2 separate regions of the Columba livia genome follow, and region 2 is linked to region 1. A link is a contact called in public Hi-C data. All regions are on one chromosome and are shown on one strand. Each heading gives the region's core, a stretch centred on a gene start, on an enhancer-like site or on the middle of the called end of the contact. The rest is flanking DNA. Distances are from core to core; before and after follow the strand shown. Region 1 holds the start of WASHC5 (WASH complex subunit 5). Region 2 has its middle 69 kb from the start of LRATD2.

Region 1 (5,087 bases), core at 1,164-3,663:
AAATTCTTTGTGTTGAGCATTTTCATTGTATAAGGTTCACAGTTAGTGCTTGAAATTTACAACTCTTACTAAACTAAACTAACAAACAAATCCCCCTATTGCTTTATTATTAGCACTTCTTACATCGTACAATCCAGACAAAGTCAGATTAGATACTCTCTATAATTCTTTCTTAATCATGCTGGGGAATGTCATAGGAAAAGAGGTACTTCAAAAAGCTGAATTTTGTAAGAGAAGTAAGTGCTTTTCATGGACACTAATCTCTGATTTGTTTATTCAGCACATGTGACAACTCCAGTGAATGAACAATCACGGTACTGTCAAACAGGAAAGCAGAAAGTAGATTTCATGGCTGCAAAGAATAAGCTACAGAAAACCAAACGAAGATGGGTGTACTGCTCCAGAGGAAACCAACCAACTGCACAGGCTCAGAACCTGTTGGTGAATGTATAATCTAAAGCTTCTGCAAATACTAATAATACTAATAATAATAAACAAAACCAACAAACAAACAGAATCCAATACTCAAGTCTTATATAATCAATATCCATCAAAGTTCACAGGCCAAATGACTCATCAAACATTTAGAAATGCGCAGCCAGGATTGCTCTTGTATGGATGCACTTAAAACTGCCTCCTTCTTCATGTCCTGATACTCTCAGTGCATGTACCGGTTATACTTATATCCTGCCAAGGGACCTAAGTACAGAACCTTTCCTAAACTGTTTCTGCCCACTAAAATGTGTAAGATAAGGCTGAATATAATCCAATATATATAAAGTACAAGATAGCCCAGAAACGGACGATTGGCATGCAAGCATATCCCAACTGCTATCTCAATTTGGTGAATTTTTGGTAAAAACTAAGTAGTAAGTCATGATAGTCAACTCTGAAGCACGCTATGAATAAACACAATAATCAGGAAAGGCTATTTCGTAACCTGAAGCATCCTCATGCAGGACAGCAATGCTTTCAGGAGAAGCTTAACAATAAAAGGACTTACCTTAAAATAACTGAAATCAAATATGATATCCCCATATTTCTGTTGATCAGCTTTGTCCTTTAGCCTGAATACACCAGGAATAAATTCAGAAAGTCTCAGAAGTTCAGCAATGATGGCATTTCCACAGGAGACAATCCGAAGAATTGCCTGACCACAGAGATTGTTTTCAGCTAGAAAATCGACCATTGTGGAGCGGGCCGTGGCAGCGCGGCACAGTCCTGCAGTCAGATTCTGATCGTTAGTCTTGAGGTTATCGGAAGAAGAAAGTCTGATGAGGAAACTAGCTGCTCCATTAATAACCTGAAAAACAAAACCACACACCTTCAAAGTGGTTCATATTTGCATTTGTGATAGTTGAATATCTGCGGATTTTTAAGCATACTGTCAAATATTTCAATTTATGCAATCTAAATTATCCGCAGCTTTGTAAAATGAAAAAAATGCATGGAATTCATCATCAGCACATACAGCATGAGTCAGTCACCTCTGTGACCCGGCAAGGGAAGCACAACCTTTTGTACAAAATAAGTCAAAAACAACCATTGAGGAATGAAATGATCTCAAACACTGCAGCAATTGAGACTTTGCAAGGAAGTGAATGCAAGGAAAGCAAAAACATTTTAAAAGATGTCTTTATAATAGTCACTGAAAAAATACAACCAAATTGTCTGTAGCAGGCTTTAATAACAAGGAAAACTTCTATAGCAAATGGAAACAATCCAGTTTCATTCCTTTATTTATCGCTGAAGGGTTGGCTTCTGCATTATGTTTGCATTTCACGGTCAATTTTATTTAACACGTTTCCTGCAAGACACAGCACGCAGCACCGCTAAAATTAAGCTTTTACATTTAGAAACACTTATATAGGAGCTTATGAGCTGGCTTTCCTTTTCAGCAACAACTTTCCGAGACAAACTGCAGACGACAGCGCCTTTCCCGCCCCACAACCAGGACCAGGAGTCCGGCCTTCCCGTCAGCGCGGCGCAGGGCGCCACCGCCGCTGAGGAGGCTCCTCCGCAGGGCCCCGCAGCCGCCGCACCGAGCTTTCAAACCGCCCCCCGCCCTTCCCCGCCACCGCGGGTCGTGGCACCGCCTCCCGCGCTCCCTCACGGTTTGAACCCGCCTCGGGGCAACGGCCGCGGCGCGAGACCAACCGCCAACCGCCTCGGAGCGGCGGCGGCTTCAACCCCCGCTCCCGCCGCCTCTCCTCACCCAGCGGCCCCCCCGCCGGTGCCAGCCCCGCTCACCCTTCACCCGCCGCCGGTGCGGTGAGTGGCGGCAGCGAGGAGGGTGCTCCGCTCCGTCGGCTGCGGCGGCAGGTGAGGCGCGGGCAGCGGGTGAAGGAGGGAGGCGGCGGCCCCTCCGTGCGGCGCGGCCGAGCCCTCCCATCACATGACGGCGCCGTCATGTGCAGAGGCGCCGGTTGATGAGGCGGTTCCGCTGCCCGCCTGGACCGTCTCTCCCGGGCCTCTGCCGCACAGACGGTCGGTGCGGGGGCCACCCCTGGAGCAAGAGCCCCTCAGGCCTCGGCGGCCGGGACCAGGTGAGCAACAGCCGCTGGCGGGGCGGCTGCCCTCGCTGCTCTGTGGCGGGGTGAGGGCAGCGCTGTCCTGGCCGAGGGAGCGGGGAGGGGCTGCGGGGCCGGTGCGCTCCGTGCATGGGTGACAAGGAGCTTCCTGCTCGAAAGGCTGAGGGAGCTGGCTCTCTTTAGCTTGGAGGAGGCTGAGGGGTGACCTTATTAATGTTTATAAATATGTAAAGGGTGAGTGTCACGAGGATGGAGCCAGGCTCTTCTTGGTGACAACCAATGATAGGACAAGGGGCAGCGGGTTCAAACTGGAACACAGGAGGTTCTACTTAAATATGAGAAGAAACTTCTTCTCAGTGAGGGTGACAGACACTGGAACAGGCTGCCCAGGGAGGTTGTGGAGTCTCCTTCTCTGGAGACATTCAAAACCCACCTGGATGCCTTCCTGTGTAGCCTCATCTAAGTGTTCCTGCTCTGGTGGGGGGATTGGACTGGATGATCCTTTGAGGTCCCTTCCAGGCCCTGACATTCAGTGTGCTTGGTGGGCTCTGCCCCCGGGCCTTGTGGCAGGGGAGAATGTCTCCCTGTTGGTCACCAGTGGCTTCAGGAGGTAAACACTAATCCTGGGAGTGTGTAAGCACTTGTCACCTATAGATTTTGTGTTACAGAAGTAGCTTTTTTTAATCTCTGCTTCATCGTTTGGGATATTAAAGCATAGAGAAATTAGATCGTTTGCTCAAATCTTTAAAATAAATGGCAGAAGCTATAATTTGAGTTTGCTGTTTGGTAATCCTGTCTGGACCATTTGATCACTTACTGTTGGAAAAAAAACAAACCTGCTTCGGTAGTCTCACTTGGTCTTCTTTTCAACTATTATTTTGCTGGTTGTGTTTTCTAGAATTCCAGGGGTTGGAGTGGAGGAGTTGCAAATTTTAGGTGCTTCTTTCATGCACCCATTTATGACCTTCCTAGCCAAAAAAAGTACCTTAAAAACACTGCTGTGAAACCATTTCCAGTGGGGAATGTGGCTTTTCCTCTGAATGCAGAATGGACAGCTACAAGCTGAAGATTTCATTTAGAAAACTCAAGAGTGATCATAAACAGTTTCTAAGAAAAATAATCTTTTATTTAAAAAAATACGGAAAATTTGTCCAAGAGTACTTAGTTTACATTCCGAAAGACTATTTGAGATGAAACTACCAATGAAATGGTATGATATAATGTTGTAAATAGTAACTTCTGTTCCTGTGTAGTTTGCTCAGTGCTTCCACAAATGTCAAGAGAATGAAAAAGCCTTTTTAACTTTTCACTGTTGTTTTTTGCAGATTCCCGCCTTTCACAGTGCGTATCTGTGATATTTCCAAAAGAACAGCAGGCTTTCTCAGTGAGTGAGATTTACCAAGTTCAAGAAGGGAATTAGGTTCTCACTGTTAACTTTGATACACTGAATGGGCCTAGGAAGATAAAGCTGCTAACATGATTTTATGTGACTATTTAGTAGTGTATATTTGGATCACAGAGGTTCTACACAGTCTTACTAAGATGGCAAACAGGTGTTTTTAAGAAAGAAAAGTTAAATAACAGCTGAAAGCATTGATTGTTTAAAAGCATGATTTTCCTTTACTTTCAAGAAGTTGTGTAAGGAACCTTTTTCTTGTCTTCTATTAGTCTGGCAGCCTCTAAAGGCCTTTAAAGACAGCAATCACTGGTTTTTGTTGGGGAGAGCATGAGCTGACATAAGGAGCTGTTGTTAAAGGCTGCTGCCTCCTCTGTGGCAAGATGCACCTTTAGAAGGGGATAGAGAGGAAAGCAATATCTGTCATTCCAAAGTTCAAGTTGTAGTGAACTTGAAACATCACTGTTGTTAAAATGCTGTTGGAAGACCATGATGTAAAAACAGCATAATAAATGATAGTCTTGAGTGGCCAAGCACATTTTTAAACAGAAAAAATAAAAAAGATACCAAAGAAAAAAGCATGACAGCAGGTATTCGTGTCTCATAGTTTGCGTGATATTCACGAGGAGTGCAGCAATGTTTTTCAGGTTAGGGTGACTGTGTGATGTAGTTCTGGTATCCCAGGGAAAATAGTAGAGGGAGATATAGCCTTAGGTATGCAAAGTTTGGGCAAAGCTGTGTCCTTTCTACTTAGATATTTTGTAGATTTCTGTTGGATTATAGCCTGACAAAGGCTATTGTTGATACAACAACTCATCCCCTTGTTATTTTGTGTATGATTCAGATAAAACTTATGATATACCTCAATTTGGGTTGTGGATTCTGTTCTCTCCCCTCCCCAATATGATCTCCATGTGGTCTTTGAACATATCAGTTCTTTACATGGACTAATGAAGTATTTCTGTCTATCCAAGACTTGTTGTTGTGAACGGCTGTGTATCTAAAGCTGAGCAGAATTTTTCTTATCTCCTGAAACTTGGAATATAAAGCTGCCCACCAGGTTCATGATTATTATAATAGCTGCATGTTGTCTGAGCAAGTTACGGCAAAGCATGAAGAGGGAAGAGCAAAAGTTGGAATTTTTGAGAAGAAGCCACCTG
Region 2 (5,087 bases), core at 1,512-4,011, 650 kb after region 1:
CCAAGAAATGCCTCTGTCTAAATTATTTATCCAGTCTTTTGATAGCTCATTGCTCCAGAATGCATTTTCTTCTAATCTTTATCAGCCTAATCCTGGAAGGTGTTGAAGCACTTGATTTTCACATGCCTGAGGGTGTGGAGCCATAATGAAGCTTTTCTCTGCTCTAACAGCTTAAGATGTTCTTTCTGCAACAGCGGTTCAATGCAATAAAAGTGCTTAGCCTGGGACAGAAGCTCTTCAAAGCGCACTAGCACTTCAGTTGTGTTTTCCTCTAAGTGATCCTCTTAGGAAGATGCTCCTTCATGTCACCAAGAACTTCACTGTGGCTTCTTCTCTCTCTGACTCTCTGAATTGTAATTTCTGGCTCCTGCAGATACAAGATATTCATTTGGGATGTAAAGTACATGGAACAGGAACTAGAGCATTGCTTTTGTCTATGGTCCCTTCACAGACTTCATTTGGGTCAGAGGTTAAATGTATATCCCAAGGGAGTACACCAAGACTCAGACTATCCAAAATTAACCTATTTTCTGGGATACTTTCCAGTCTGTATACTGAATTTTTCAGAAGTTGTGGAGCTGATGGACCTACTGTGCAGTAACTGGCTTTCCCAGTATTTGTGACATTTAGGAGCAGGATATTTAGGTCAGAGTTACCAAATAGGAACCACATCCTCCACAACAGGCATTCTGGAAAAAAATGAGGAAGAAAGAGTGGGCGTTGGTCAAGAAATCAGGCATGAAGTCCTAATGGAACAGTCCAGTATAAAAATACTAGAACAGGAGAAGAGGTATTTTGCCTCTGGTATTGCTACAGGGTTCCTGCACTCATTTTAATTGTCAGAGTTTTAAAAATAGTATCAAGTGAGACAAGGTAGCAAAGAAACATAAATGTTATTCAAAGGCTAAAGAATGGTGCTCTTCTTGACACACTTGAAGAGCTTTCTTTACTTAGTTTATCCAAAGAGTCGTAGCAGAGCATCCTTCGAAAGGGCTCAATCAGGGGAACAGGTCAACTGAGGCACAGCCAAGAGGAAGGGAGAGATGTTGCAATTCATAGACCTTTCTGTCCATGGCTCTACACGTGGACTGTGTAGTACCACCACAAGAGACATGGTTAGAGTGTGTAATCAACTTTCAGAGGAGAAAAGCACCAGGTTAGGAAGATGTTTTTGTAAAAAAAAAAGGAATGGAAGGACTCATGGTTGAGTGTATAACCAAGATGAATTCAGATGGTAATTAGACCTGTGATTTTAATAATGAAGAAGATTTGCCACTGGAATAAGCTGAAGAAAACAGTAGGTCTGCCCAGTCTTGATACCCTCAAATCCAAACCGATTATATATCTCAGAAACAGAAGCTGAAGAGAGGTCACTAGACACAATTCAAAAACAGCTGGGAAGAAAAAGCAACATTTGGATGCCAGATAAGAAGAACTAACGTCTCCTATTTTTAAACTGTATTAATGCTTGAATATTAATGCTATTATATTCTAGGAAAGGGCTTCAACACAGAGCATTTTGAGCAATGCCAAGTTTTTATATTATTGGTACCTGCCAAAATAAGCACCACATGTGCATCTGCTTTTCCTGTCTCTTTCCTCAGGGAAAGAGTTAATTATCTGATTAAACCACAGTGGAGACCTACCTTCATTATTGCTTCAGTCACTCTCTCACATACTCTTTTTCTCATGTTCAGCAGTACTAAGGCAGACAATGATGGAAGATCTAAATCAAACTTCTGTCTACCTTTCCTTTTCTTTGCCTCCATGAACAACCTTTCTCTTCCTCCTCCCAGCTTCCAGCCATGGGTAGCAGGAAATCTCTGAACTCATAAGTCTATCATGCTTGATGGATCCATCTTTCAAGCATGGGTTTAGCTCATCGTTAACTGAAAAAATCCTGTGGCAATTAATTTCAGCATTTAATGCAGGGTGGGGAGTGTGAGAAAAAGGATCATTTTCTGTTTTTAAACCTGTGGCTTAAAAAGCATTTCGTGTCCCTAGTTCTTGTGCTATTAAAACCACCAGGTAGTCTCTCTCAACTGTTCTCTCCACGTCCTCCATGATTCTGTGCACCTTTGACTATTTAATTGTTTCTTGTGTGGAAACTATCCTATGCTGTTGAACATCTCTGTCATGCTTCTCTGCGTGCTTTCTGGTTTTACTGTCTGTGTTGAGCTGTGATTACCAGAGATATAGACAGCTCTAAACACACCAAAGGATTTGAACATAATGTGGTAATGATGTTTTGTTTAATCTGCTCATTCTTTGGTGATTCAATTTACCCTTTCCAGAATCATTGCATGAACAATCAATACAAGATCACTTTTCTGAGTGGTAAAATCTGATTTAGAGACTATCATTGGATCTTGATAGAGTTGTATTTGTTTTTATTTACGTTCATTGCTTTGGAATTATCTAAACTGAATTACGTATGTTATGTTATCACCCAGACACTCAGCATCTTATGATTCTTCCACAGCTCTTCCAGGGCTTATTAATACAACACCATGTGAACAAAAGGCATCCTGTTTGCAGTTAGCTTCTGTTCAACCATGGCACAGGAAATGCATGGAAACTTGCAGCTACTTGCATTGCTTTGTGTGCCTGTGCCTTATAAAACTCTCAGTATTCCCTGATGGTTAGAGAACTGGTGGAGACAACACTACCAGCTTGGGGTGGGGGAGCAGCAACAGAAGGAAAAGCCTAAATTTACTTAAATAGTGATTTTTCTCTGTAATTTTCTATTTTTCACAGGCAATCTGGCCTGATCAGTGGGCAGCTGTTGTGCCTCTCTGAGGCTGACATCCAACATCTGACTTCAGAAACTGAACGGTTAAGTGATTACAGGGAACTCTGAACTGCTTGCTGAACTCCACTAAATTCTGCAACTTTAAGAAATGTATCTGTGGTTCATCAAATTCATCTACACAAAAGGCATGCACAGGTTCTGTACTGCCCAGTGCTTATGTTGGTCACCACAGATGAAATACGCATATTCTGACCATGGCACCAGAAGACATTTCTGGCAGAATAGGATGCAGTTCAGCCAGGGCAAAGAGACCTAATTCCTGGCATGACAGAGCTGGCAGGGTAGTCGTGTCCTCAGAGTGCATATGAAGCTTAATAGGACTTCAATTATTTGAATTCATAAGATGCTTCAGCCTCTAAAAAACGCAATGATAAATGGAAATATGTCAGCCAGTGGGAGAAAGGTCCTGTCAGTCAAGTGAGCCAACTAAACTAATGCTTGAAAATGTTACTATGCCAGTTGAACTGAACTTGTTAGTGATGAAGATGGCAGTTTGGGAACTCGTGTGTTCATCAGAACATTTTGATAAGAAGCATCCTTGCCATTAGAGGGCAGCAGATCACTTTAAATTCTGCCATCCCCACCACGAGTCTAGGATTTGCAGCCGACCTATGCAGGGTCTGAGCCCTGAACTGTCTGGTCACAAGTCAAATGATTTTGTAGTCATACTTGCTGTGTCTCAGTGTCCTCCACTAGACTGCTACTGTTTTGGCCCCAAATCCCATCAGTGTAGCTGGAATGTGTTTATAACTGTCAGATTTCAGAATGGAAGACGTGCAGCTGCCTGCCTGCCAAAGGGAACACAGGGAAAACCTTATTTACATACATTTCTTCCCCTGTCAGGCATGTAGCCTTTGGGGATGGAAGCTACACTGTGCAAAGAGCAATAAATTTGTGAATTTTGAAGGGCATGACAGGGAATGTCACCTATTAAAAGATAAATAGACTGAAAAGCATGGGAGTGGATGGAGTACAGCTGTTAGTATACTGCCTTGCTGCTGTTATCCTTAGACTTACTCTTCTCAGCTACTACTCACATTTGCTTCTATTTGTCTGTGTTTTACTTTAGTCATCTTACTCTTGGATGCCCTTTTCTGTTTGTATTGTTTTGCTCACCATATGCCTTGTAGTTTCTTCCTGAAGAAAATCAGCTTCAGTTGAAGTGGGGCTGCTAAGGAGCTCCCAAAGGAAGGGGTAAGCTACACAGACAAGTTGGCCATGAAAACTTTTCTATCTGGGCCATGGCTGAGGATCCTGGGCTAAGATTCTGTCAAAACCCTGAGTAAGGATTAGGGTTAGGACAGAGGGAAAGCCTAGAGCTGCAGTTAGGGTTGGGTTGCAGAGGAGTTGCTGAAGGATGCTCAGTTTGTTAAGCATCTTCAGACAAGTGATACATAGGCTCCTGTTAATATTTGATAGGAAAAAAAAATGTATGCTTCAGTCTTTAGGAAAAGTGGAACAAGGCCAAGCATTTAGTTAGACTGCTGGGAACCTGGAGTAGCTCTGCTAATACTAAATGAGTTGCTGTGGCTGTGATTTACTCTCTTTCACAGCCTTTTAATTCTGTTGAGTTTGGCAGGGTTATCATGGATCTATACCAGGGTGAAAGGTCTTTTGACTCTGCTCTGAGAGCAAAATCTGGTGCAGCTAAGCATAAGGAAAGCAGTGTATTGTATTATGGAACTGAGTTGTACAACCTTTAAATTGTGTCACCTGGTGTGGATCTTCTCTGTAAGTTCTTAAATATTTGAATAAAAAGATACTTCTGAGACATTTCTGGCTCGCTGTGAGGATCAAAGTCTGATGTTGACATTAGTATCCTTTGAAGGGGGAACTCGTCACAGTGTTTGGGAGCTTTTTCCCTTGCTTTCCTTCTTGTGAGCATGTGAGATAAAGCAGTGCCAACTTCTTTGAAAAGGGAAAAGAAGAAAGAGAACAAGGAGTTGTATGAGCATCTCTGAGAAACTCCGAAGAACTGTGGTTAATCCCAGCTGAATTTGTAGTACTAAAAAAATATCTTTTTGGAGAAGGACCAGCTTTCCTCTTAAAGCTGCAAACAACGTATAGAGGAGGAGAGAGAAAAGTGTGGGATACGGTGGTGTCGGGACTGAGTTACATGTACTCGAGTGCAACGTATGGTGGAAATTTACATTTTAGCTTTTATTAACAAGAATACAAATGACAAGCTTTGCCCTTGAGTATAGCAAAAGATTTACCTAGAAAGTGTCCTTTCTTTGTTGTTTTAATGAAAGTGCGATTCTAAGATGGAATTTAT

Evidence for each region. A called contact is a pair of places that touch in the nucleus more often than the background predicts.
Region 2: a contact with region 1 is called in a Hi-C map of liver, with 4 times the contacts expected there. The contact joins the enhancer-like site here to the promoter of WASHC5 in region 1. A contact is called at or near these places in 2 of 2 Hi-C or Micro-C datasets (crop and liver).

What each region holds. Positions count from the first base shown.
Region 1 is chr2:150,658,535-150,663,621 of bColLiv1.pat.W.v2, forward strand. WASHC5 (WASH complex subunit 5) reads right to left here and starts at 2,414. Exons shown (of 29, transcript XM_065054371.1): 1 at 2,251-2,414; 2 at 1,004-1,303. The coding sequence starts at 1,189. It overlaps NSMCE2 (NSE2 (MMS21) homolog, SMC5-SMC6 complex SUMO ligase), which reads left to right and starts at 2,304. Exons shown (of 8, transcript XM_065054385.1): 1 at 2,304-2,546; 2 at 3,857-3,915. The coding sequence starts at 2,396.
Region 2 is chr2:151,303,245-151,308,331 of bColLiv1.pat.W.v2, forward strand. No RefSeq gene overlaps it. Among named protein-coding and RNA genes, the nearest start is that of LRATD2, 69 kb to the left of the region's middle. Within about 2 kb of position 2,762, at least 1 of the 3 cell types and tissues checked has an H3K27ac peak away from gene starts, as active enhancers do.